Linked DNA regions of Zea mays: all the other regions are linked to region 2. A link is a contact called in public Hi-C data. All regions are on one chromosome and are shown on one strand. The core of a region is the stretch at or near the end of the contact, and the rest is flanking DNA. Distances in the headings are between cores, read along the strand shown. Region 1 has its middle 32 kb from the start of LOC100272620. Region 2 holds the start of LOC100272508. Region 3 has its middle 10 kb from the start of LOC118472972.

The links. Hi-C and Micro-C count contacts between places; a contact is called where the count stands out from the background.
Region 1: a contact with region 2 is called in a Hi-C map of leaf, with 5 times the contacts expected there. The contact joins the enhancer-like site here to the promoter of LOC100272508 in region 2. A contact is called at or near these places in 2 of 25 Hi-C or Micro-C datasets (both in leaf).
Region 3: a Hi-C map of leaf shows a contact between it and region 2, with 5 times the contacts expected there. The contact joins the enhancer-like site here to the promoter of LOC100272508 in region 2. A contact is called at or near these places in 4 of 25 Hi-C or Micro-C datasets (ear, leaf, tassel and 1 more).

What each region holds. Positions count from the first base shown.
Region 1 is chr7:134,687,634-134,690,556 of Zm-B73-REFERENCE-NAM-5.0, forward strand. It overlaps the pseudogene LOC103634181. Among protein-coding and RNA genes, the nearest start is that of LOC100272620, 32 kb to the right of the region's middle. Within about 2 kb of position 1,403, at least 19 of the 20 cell types and tissues checked have an H3K27ac peak or open chromatin away from gene starts, as enhancers often do. A contact at or near this core is called in leaf, where this site is marked.
Region 2 is chr7:134,904,805-134,907,789 of Zm-B73-REFERENCE-NAM-5.0, forward strand. It overlaps LOC100272508, which reads left to right and starts at 1,510. Exons shown (of 15, transcript NM_001359732.1): 1 at 1,510-1,789; 2 at 2,345-2,433. The coding sequence starts at 1,610.
Region 3 is chr7:134,763,388-134,766,189 of Zm-B73-REFERENCE-NAM-5.0, forward strand. No RefSeq gene overlaps it. Among protein-coding and RNA genes, the nearest start is that of LOC118472972, 10 kb to the left of the region's middle. Within about 2 kb of position 1,399, at least 18 of the 20 cell types and tissues checked have an H3K27ac peak or open chromatin away from gene starts, as enhancers often do. A contact at or near this core is called in ear, leaf and tassel, where this site is marked.

The sequences.
Region 1 (2,923 bases), core at 153-2,652, 220 kb before region 2:
TCCACTACCTAATTGCAAGCCAAACTCGACATGTTGGAGCCTTATACTCTGCATTTCTGGCTATGCATATAACCGCCGGTGTTCCTCGTGCGCTGTCAGCACTTGCTTTGGCATTTAACACAAATCTGTTCGGTGCAATCACTCATTATAGTAGTGGGCAGGCTGCAGTATACTTTGGAGGTAATTTCTTTTTTTTCCCTCTCCCTGAAAATGCTGGCTCTTCTTCAGCTCAAATTACTAACCCTGCCGATTAAAATTTTTGGTCTCCCTCTGCAATCACACATGGGATCTGGTAGTACTAAAAATAATGAAAGGGAAAAAAAAGCACTTACCACGGATAAGATCTATTATTCTAAGTGGGCAAGCGGGCCTTCTTTTGAATATATAGATAGCCCTTCGAGATTGGTATGCTTTTTAACCTGTTACTTTTGTTCTGCAGCCGGGTATAGTTGTTGGGCAAGCGGGCTTCCAGATGTGTTTCAGGCTGGGTTTTATAACAGCCCTGATCAACACGTTAATCTGGGGAGTTGTTGGAACCATTCGGTGGAAAATTTTGGAGAAAATTCCTGGTATGCCATCAGATTTTATACTCATCCCTTGTGTGCCACTGAGTGGCATATAGGTATATTTTTTGGTGTCTATGACATGTGGGGCCAGTGGCATACAAGGAATGAGTATATTTTCCAGTGGCATACAGGGAATTGGCCCAAAATTTTGGGGCTGTACTGACGGTGTCTGACTAAATCACCAAAAAATCGTTTGGCACTCGTCGAATTGCTCCTGCTCATGGTTAGGAGGGGGCAGAGTAGCTACCGTTGCTCGCTCTGGTTAGCTTTCGCTGAGGTGGTCAGCAGTCAGCACAGTGGAGTTCTCTCAGGCAATTACGCCCCTGTTGTACAGTTCCTTTTTTTCTCTCTTCGGTTCCGTGGAAGTTGTTAGCAAATTTTCTGCAGTATGTTTCTCTTCGACGCTTATACGGTCCGCTCTGTAAAAGCTGGGCAGCTGCACTGAAGGTCTGAAGCAGCATACAACCTTGCGGCTCTCAAAACATGTTTGCTCCATTTTACAGCTTCTAACAAACTACAATTCCCAACTTACAGCTTGCAACTTAGGAGGGAAGACGGTTTCACTGGACAACAATGAGAGAAAGCAAGAGCACCGAATGGGAATGTCACACACAAACGCACACGTGACGCACCCCGGCGACGATCAACATGGATGACCCCAGGCCCGGCAACAGCATTAACGCGTCACATTGCGCCGGCCGAAAGAACCGATGGATGATTCCTTGCGTTCGCAGCAAACCCTTGACACGGCGGCGAGCGACCACCTCGGCCCGGCCCGGCCCCGTACCACCACGTCGGTGCCTACACCTGCGCCTGCGCCTGCGCGTCTGCACTGTCCGAGACGGGGACGAATGGGCCTGGTCCAGCCGGTGGACCACCTGATCATAACCAACTCAAAAGGCATGGTCCCTACGCACCCGTGTTTTTCCCCCCTCCACCCTTTTTTTTTCCCACGGACGCGACGGGTGCCGTGCCGTGCCGCGACGCCACGTACGTCCGGTCCACGCCGAACCCAGCTCCCGCTGTCTGTTGCTGGCTGGTGCGACGCGACGCCGAAATATCCTGGCCTGGCCCCGACCCGACGCATCGCGTGCGTCGTGCTCGCGCACAACTCACCCCCCATCCCGCGCCCCATGCGCACTGCAGCTGTGGTGGCCGGACGCGAGGGGCGCACGGCAGGGCACGAGACGACCGCCCACGGGGGGAATCTGTTCCATGCATGCACCAGTAGGAGAAACAGAAACTGTTTCGACGTCTCTGCAAGCAGGAGCGCGATGCTGTTGACGCCGTTGGAAAGACGACGCGCGCGACACGGCAACACAACAGAACATACTCCCGTAGCTAGCGCACGTAGTAGTAGTAGGCCGCTGCAAGATTCGATCTTTCATCGTGCTGGTTGCACGCTATCGTTGTTCGCTAGTACGTATTCCTACTACATACATAATAGCTAGCCAGCGTCGCCTAGGGCGATGCAACACCTAGTAGGTGCCTAAAAGCGTAGGCGCGGACGCGCGCGTCGAGTCGACTCGACTCGGACCTTCCACTTCCAACCAACTAAAACTCTGCGCGGTTGCGGTGCGCCCCCGGCGGGCATCAAAGAGCCTCCTTCCAAACCCATGCCCGAGCCCGACGACGACAGCCACCCGAGACTCAGAAGCACGGCACATACGATCGTGACAAGTGATGGAGAGGCAGACACGAAATCTGCTTGCCGAAAAGCCTACTAGCGGTGGCAGATAATGGGAAACCTAACACCACTCTCGAAAACATCAGAAGGAAATTACAACAAAAAAAGGAGCTTTCGCTCCCGCTCCAGCGATACACGCCGTGATCTCGACCAGAGCGCCCCCCCTTGCCCCAGTTTGACAACAGCTGCCTGCTGCTGCTAGCAACTCGTGCCGGCCTGTTCGTTTCGCAACAGTGAAAGCGTGGATGGCCGGTGCAAATGCAATGCAACTCATCACCGATCGCCACAAAAAGTCCAGGCGCTTTTGGCTCCCTGCTCTTAGTGCTCTAGTGCCCCCTCCTGCAAGGCTGCAATTTGCGATTCGCGAGCAGTGACCGTGACCGTGACCGTGACCGTGAAAACGCGCGAGCTCCCCGGCCACCGCACTGCACGGAGCACACACACAACTAGCCCGCGCCTTTGCCAACAGCTCGAAACCCTTGCGGGCTTGCCGCGGCCGCGCGCGCGTTTTCACCTCTGATCTCGTGCGCGGCGCGGCCGGGTCGGACCGGAACGAAAGGGCCAAAGGGGTAGCGACGCTACGTCGCTACTCCGCCGTACGTCCGCGCCACCGCCTGCGCAGGAAGGAAGGAAGGGAACCCGGCCGTCCGTCCGGCCGGGCACTAGGGTG
Region 2 (2,985 bases), core at 260-2,759:
TACTAACAACTATGCATTCCTTTGTGCAAAATAATATTTTTTTCTCTTATATCTGGACTTATTGCAAGTGCCAGTAGTTTTTGGGTAACCAAGTAAATTAAACTATGTGCCAATTTGTGTTAATTGTAGGGTGCTAGGTGGAAGCAACATATGAAGTTGACATGGAGAAGGAAAATGCAACGACAGTCCACATGAAGGTTGTGAAAAAGGAGTTAAACTCATAATCCATTCTAGTGCCAAAGTTTATAACGAAGAGACTTGTACTCCATCTATTTGTACATGTGAACGAAGATGAACTTATGTGATGTGATGACAGATGAATTAACTTTGTTGGATATTAGATGTTATTCAAATTAAACTTTGTTGGATATTAGATGATCATGTCGCGCAATTTTTAGATTTTTTAGTGATGTTTCATTGTGTTCTAAATTTTCTAAATATTTCTTATTTTATTTGATTTTTATGATCTTTGAAGTATTTTGTTTCAAAAGGGGTTTTTAGTCCCTTGGTTGCCAAACAGTGGCAAGGAAGTACACCCGAGTGGGGAAAATACTCCTAGGAAATTGATATGATATTTAAAAACCCCTTGGTGGATTACTTTCCCAGGTTTTTTATAATCTTATTGCCAAACTAGCCTAAGGGTTATTTTCTTAAAAAATTTATTTTATTTTTCCTTTGAGAAATAGAAATCTACTATAAAAATAAAGTTTCCCCGCGACTGATCGGCGGAGGAATCATAAAACCGCCCCGGCCGCCACATACGAATGCGTAGCACTCAACATTAGGGATGCAACGAGTATATACCTGTCGGGTAGTACCATTTTATACCTGTACCTATCAAAAAAATTCTACCAGTTAGGTTACCCTCACGGGTATAAAATCTTACCCATACCCATACCCGCGCGGGTAGTTTTACCCGTCGGGTAAACCTTACCCGCTAGGAAAGTTTTAAATTTCAATATATCAATCACTCAAAAATATTCAATAAACATAAAAGACAAGTTCAACTTCACATATAACAAATCATATGATTACATAACTTGATATCTAGACAAATGATAGTTAGAGAAGAGTTTTATTTTAGCTAAGATGCGCTCTATTAAATGGTTATAGTGGTATTGATGCAGATATATTTTATTATGGATAGACGGGTAGGATAGTACCAATCCGTACCCGTACCCATCTACCCAACGGGTAGAGGTTTTTATCCATTAACATACCCACAGATAAAGAGATTATCCCGTACCCGCCTTCATATCGGGTAAAACCCGTCGGGTATTCAGATTCGGGTATCCATTGCCATGTGAGCATACACATACGTTGTACTCTCGTCAGCGGGCTACATTCGAGCCCAGTACTGACGGACTTGAGTTTCAATACAGCCCGCTCAGAGCCCAGCTGGCGCCCCTCGCCGCCTCTCTGAGATCCAACCCAGCTTTCCTCCCTCGCACCCAACCCGCATCCGCATTCCTCGCCGCGCCGCCGCTCTAAACCTCAGAGCCTCAAACCGTCAGAACTCAGAAGTAAACCCCTCCTAGTCTGTCGTCTCTCTTCGCACGCCGCCACCGAGAGGACGAAGGAGCGCGCACGCGCGTGACAGAGTGGTAAGATGGGAGGCGGGCGGAAGCGCGGGCGCACGCAGCGCCGCCACTTCAAGCAGGGCCGCGAGAACGTCTGGAAGCACAACCCTCAGCGTCCTCCCGCCGGCGAAGGAGGAGAGGCGCGAGAGGACAATCCCTCGTGGCAGCCCTTCGCTACCGAGAACCCAGCCTTCGAGGAGTACTACAAGGTATTGCCGCTTGCTTCAGATCACGCCCTGTTTCCTGTTGCGATCTAATGTCCCAAGCTGACATTTGGGTGTTGCTAGCTTTCGATGCTAGTTAGATGGTGGTGGTTGCTCTTCATGTAGGCTGCCTATATGACGATTTGTTGACGTGGTAGGGGCTGATAGTGTTCATTTAAGCTACGTGTTTGTTAGCGTTAGAGTGGAGCCAGAGCTTAAGCTGTTAGAAGGTAGTCAATCCACTTCTACACTTCAGCACCTCCACTCCCGTGCAGCCAGAGACGAAGGCACAAACATGAAAATAAAGGGGAGACCTTTGTCTCTCTCTGATACCAGTTCAACTCAAAAGCTGGCTCTAAGAGTTAGTGCCAAATGTACGGGTATACTGCAATTTGTAGTATTAAGATATTTTTTTGCACTATGCTTATAGTGAGCTTCTTTAGCATGTTGTAGATTTCTTGCAGCTTTTTAGCTTTTCAGTTGGATTTATAATTTTGGAAACTTTGGATTGGGATTTTTTTGCTAATCCTTGTCAATTTGACACATGTATTTGTCTTGCAGGAGCAGCAAATTGTTTCTGAGGAAGAGTGGGATAGCTTCATGAGCATGCTCCGGAAGCCATTACCTGCCACTTTTAGGATTAATGCGAGGTAATTCCTCTCTGAATTATGAAGGTGTATTCATAAGTTTTGCTTTATTGTTTGTTAGGTTGTTTTGACTAAGTGAACGAGGAAGCACTTTGCTTAATAACCAATATTGGACACCACACTCTTGATTACTTCTGCATAGAAGTGTATGCATTGTGTTCGGTACTTTTCCGTGACTCTCACACCTCTGCTTTCAGTTGACAATCTGAAAATTTCCTAGCAGTTCTTCTGTATTCAATTGCATGTTCAGGCTGTAATATCATCTATGTACTGTTAAACTGTGATAACTATACATACTGCCTTATCTTCCTCAGTCCTGCTCTTGAAAGTTGAACCAAATTTGCCTGATCTTGCTTCATTATAAAATGAATGTTGATGTTGTATATCCTGTTCCCAAGAATATTGTTCCATTATTGGCCTGATTCAATCATATAGATAAAACCATTTTGTTCAATTAACTTTGGACTTGATCCCCATGTTGCCCTAGACACTTTTCCTCTTACTTTTTTAAAGGATTATGCTATCTCTATTCTGGTTGGTTTGCTGTTTACATGC
Region 3 (2,802 bases), core at 149-2,648, 140 kb before region 2:
AACCAAAAAAAAAAGAGCTAGGAACAACACACAAAATATATCAATTATTGGATTCTATATCCTAGTTATGCATACATCATAACTAGCTCGTTAATAAAATGCTAGCTCAGCTTGTAGGAGGGGGAAAACAGAGGCAAGCTGGGGAAAGTGGAGCAGTTGACTAACCACAAGCTTTTCCTTCACAAAACCTACGCGTCACGCATGTCGCATGCGGCATGCTATTCGATGATTAGCAAAGCAAAGCGTCAGGCTCGAACAGCGAGCAAATCATGTTGTCCTTTTCAAACGGACAAATAGTAAGTCCAAAATGGGCCCATGGGCCAAGTGGAAACAAGGATCACAAAACTAGTCCGTCTATGCTGCAAAAGTTGCTCCCTAAACAGTAAGCACCTGACGATTATCGCTGCGTCCATTGGCCCCACTGTCAATCGTACATTGGGCCCATCTGGCCCACTGCAGAAGTTTTCCTTTCGCCGTTTCGCTTGGCAGGGACGCCTCTTCTACATCGCGCTGCTAGCTAGACGGGACGATCCGCAGGAGATGGTTACCGGGCCGAAAAATCGTGCGTCCAGCGATGGTCCATTGCTCAAGGCGTGGGCCGGAGCAGCGAAGTCCGATCTCTCTGCGTCAGCAGATGCACACGCGTTTCTTTTTTTTTTAAAAAAAAAAAGAGGCAGATCCACACGCTGATGCTGCTCCGCTACTCTCAACGTCAAAGTGAAGTACCATTGCCGTCGCTGATTGGACCATGTTGCTGCTGACCACTTCAAACTGGAGACCGGAGACGGGAGAGCAGGTGGCCTCTCGCCGTGGACGTTTTCGGCTCCTGCTCGCGCCTTGCACGGCGGCACTGACGTACTGGACAAGTCGATCAATGAATGGAACGAAGACCGCCGAAAAGTCCACAGGCCGAAGCGAAATCGGTCCGCGGGGGGTTGGTTACGGATACAGTACCAAAAAGCAAACAACCTGAGCTGAGAGCCTGAGACCGTGCCGTTCAGAAACGAGTAGGAGTAGACGTCCACGGACACGGAGAGCATATGGTTGGTTGTTGCTGTGGGGGAAAAACACGACGTAGACGTAGAAAACGAGCGCCCCCTTTGGCACGATCACAAAGTTGGGGCCTAGCAGCTTTGGTTGTATTGTGTGTATCTATCTTCCATTGCACCCCATCGTCCGTCGTCTGTCTGATTTGACTTGCTCTTGGCTGGTTTTTCTCCGTAGTGGATACAGTGCGCGTCAGCTTTGGACAAAAGTACAGCCCGGTCGCCTTCCTAATGCTTTCAGAGAATCGACCGCCCCCACCGAGCTTTGACGACCTGCGAAAGCAGTGGCTACTGGCTAGGCTAGCAGTCGGAGTTCAGCGCCAAACTAATCCATGCCGCCACCGCCCCGTGTCCTGGCACCACGCGAGTCACGAGCGTCCGGCGCATGGGGCCGAGCGGGCTAGCAGCAAGAGATGGATCCAGGGCCGGATCGTCCTCCAGCGTCTTCCGTTCCACGGAGCGCCTGAGCTCAGCTCACTGGCGCTTGCTTGTGAGTTGTGACTACGTGAGCCGTGTTATCGTCGCATTGGATATAGATGGATATTATGTGTACCATATTTATTTTTATATTTTCTCTTTGGTTTTGGATCTGACTAGGGGTTGCTATGCCGTAGTGGTTGATGTAGTACTGAGTATGTCAAAAAGCCTCTTGGTAATACGTCAGCTCTGCAGTATATAGTGACGTTGGGTACCTTTTCTGTTTTGGATATCGAGGTCACAGTCAGGCTCGGACGAGTCGGAAGTCCGCCTGAGGTCGCGATCGAGCTCGTTTTAGGATTCGAAGACGTGCGCACCATAGTTGAAGGAGTGGCCTCCTACGTGATTTGCGAGGAGCAGGTAGCCGAGGTCGGGCGAGGCGGAGCTTGTTCCGAGGCCGGAGTCTACATCGGGTGAGGCAGAGTTTGTGCCTAAGGGCCAGCCTGTACTCTTGCCATATTGTATGTCCAATCGAGGGTTGGCACACGACGTGTGGGAACAGTGGTCGCATGCGTCATCATAGTTGGTGAAGCTTGATAGGTCCGCGATCTTGTTTCTCCTGTTCACCTGCAGCCCTGCGTAGGGTTGGTATGTGCATTAAATGCTTCTGTCTCTTGTGGACTTCGGCTGAGTCTTGCCCTGGGTTTGTCTTTCTTACCCGAGACAGGCTTTGGTGAGACGGAGATTGCCGTTCTGGAGAGAAGGGACCTCGGCCGGGACGACCGGACGAGGGTTATCCCGAGAACACATCCTATTCGAGGGCAGGCTGGGGCGAGGCAGAGTTATGGTGACCCCTGAGAGGGGCCTCAGGTGAAGTGCGGCTTATGATCCATCGCCCTTGGGGAATGTGCCTTGATGGTGGTCTAGGGGTTAAGCGTGTATTAGGGGCGTAACCTTGGTACCCTTAATTACGATACCCAACAGTAGCCTATGAGCCTTCTAAGGAAGTGTTTTGACACTGGTTTGGAGACTCTTCTGTTCACCGTGCGGGTATGCTTCTTAACCCAAAGAAGTGGAAGATTTGTTTCCGATGGGTGAGCGCGAGCACACCTGTCAGGTGTAGCCTTCGAGGTCTTAATATTTCTTTTTGTAGATGTCACTGGATTCATCTGTCACCTAACCGTGGCCTAGGTGTGAAGGCAGCCCCCCGAGTTTCTATGCCGGGTTGCTGGAGTGTTGTTCTAGTGTATTGGAGTTATTTCTCAGCTCTTGTGTATTGAATGTGCTGGCTAGGGTTGTATTTATAGCCTCTAACAACCCATATAGCCATTGGAACAAT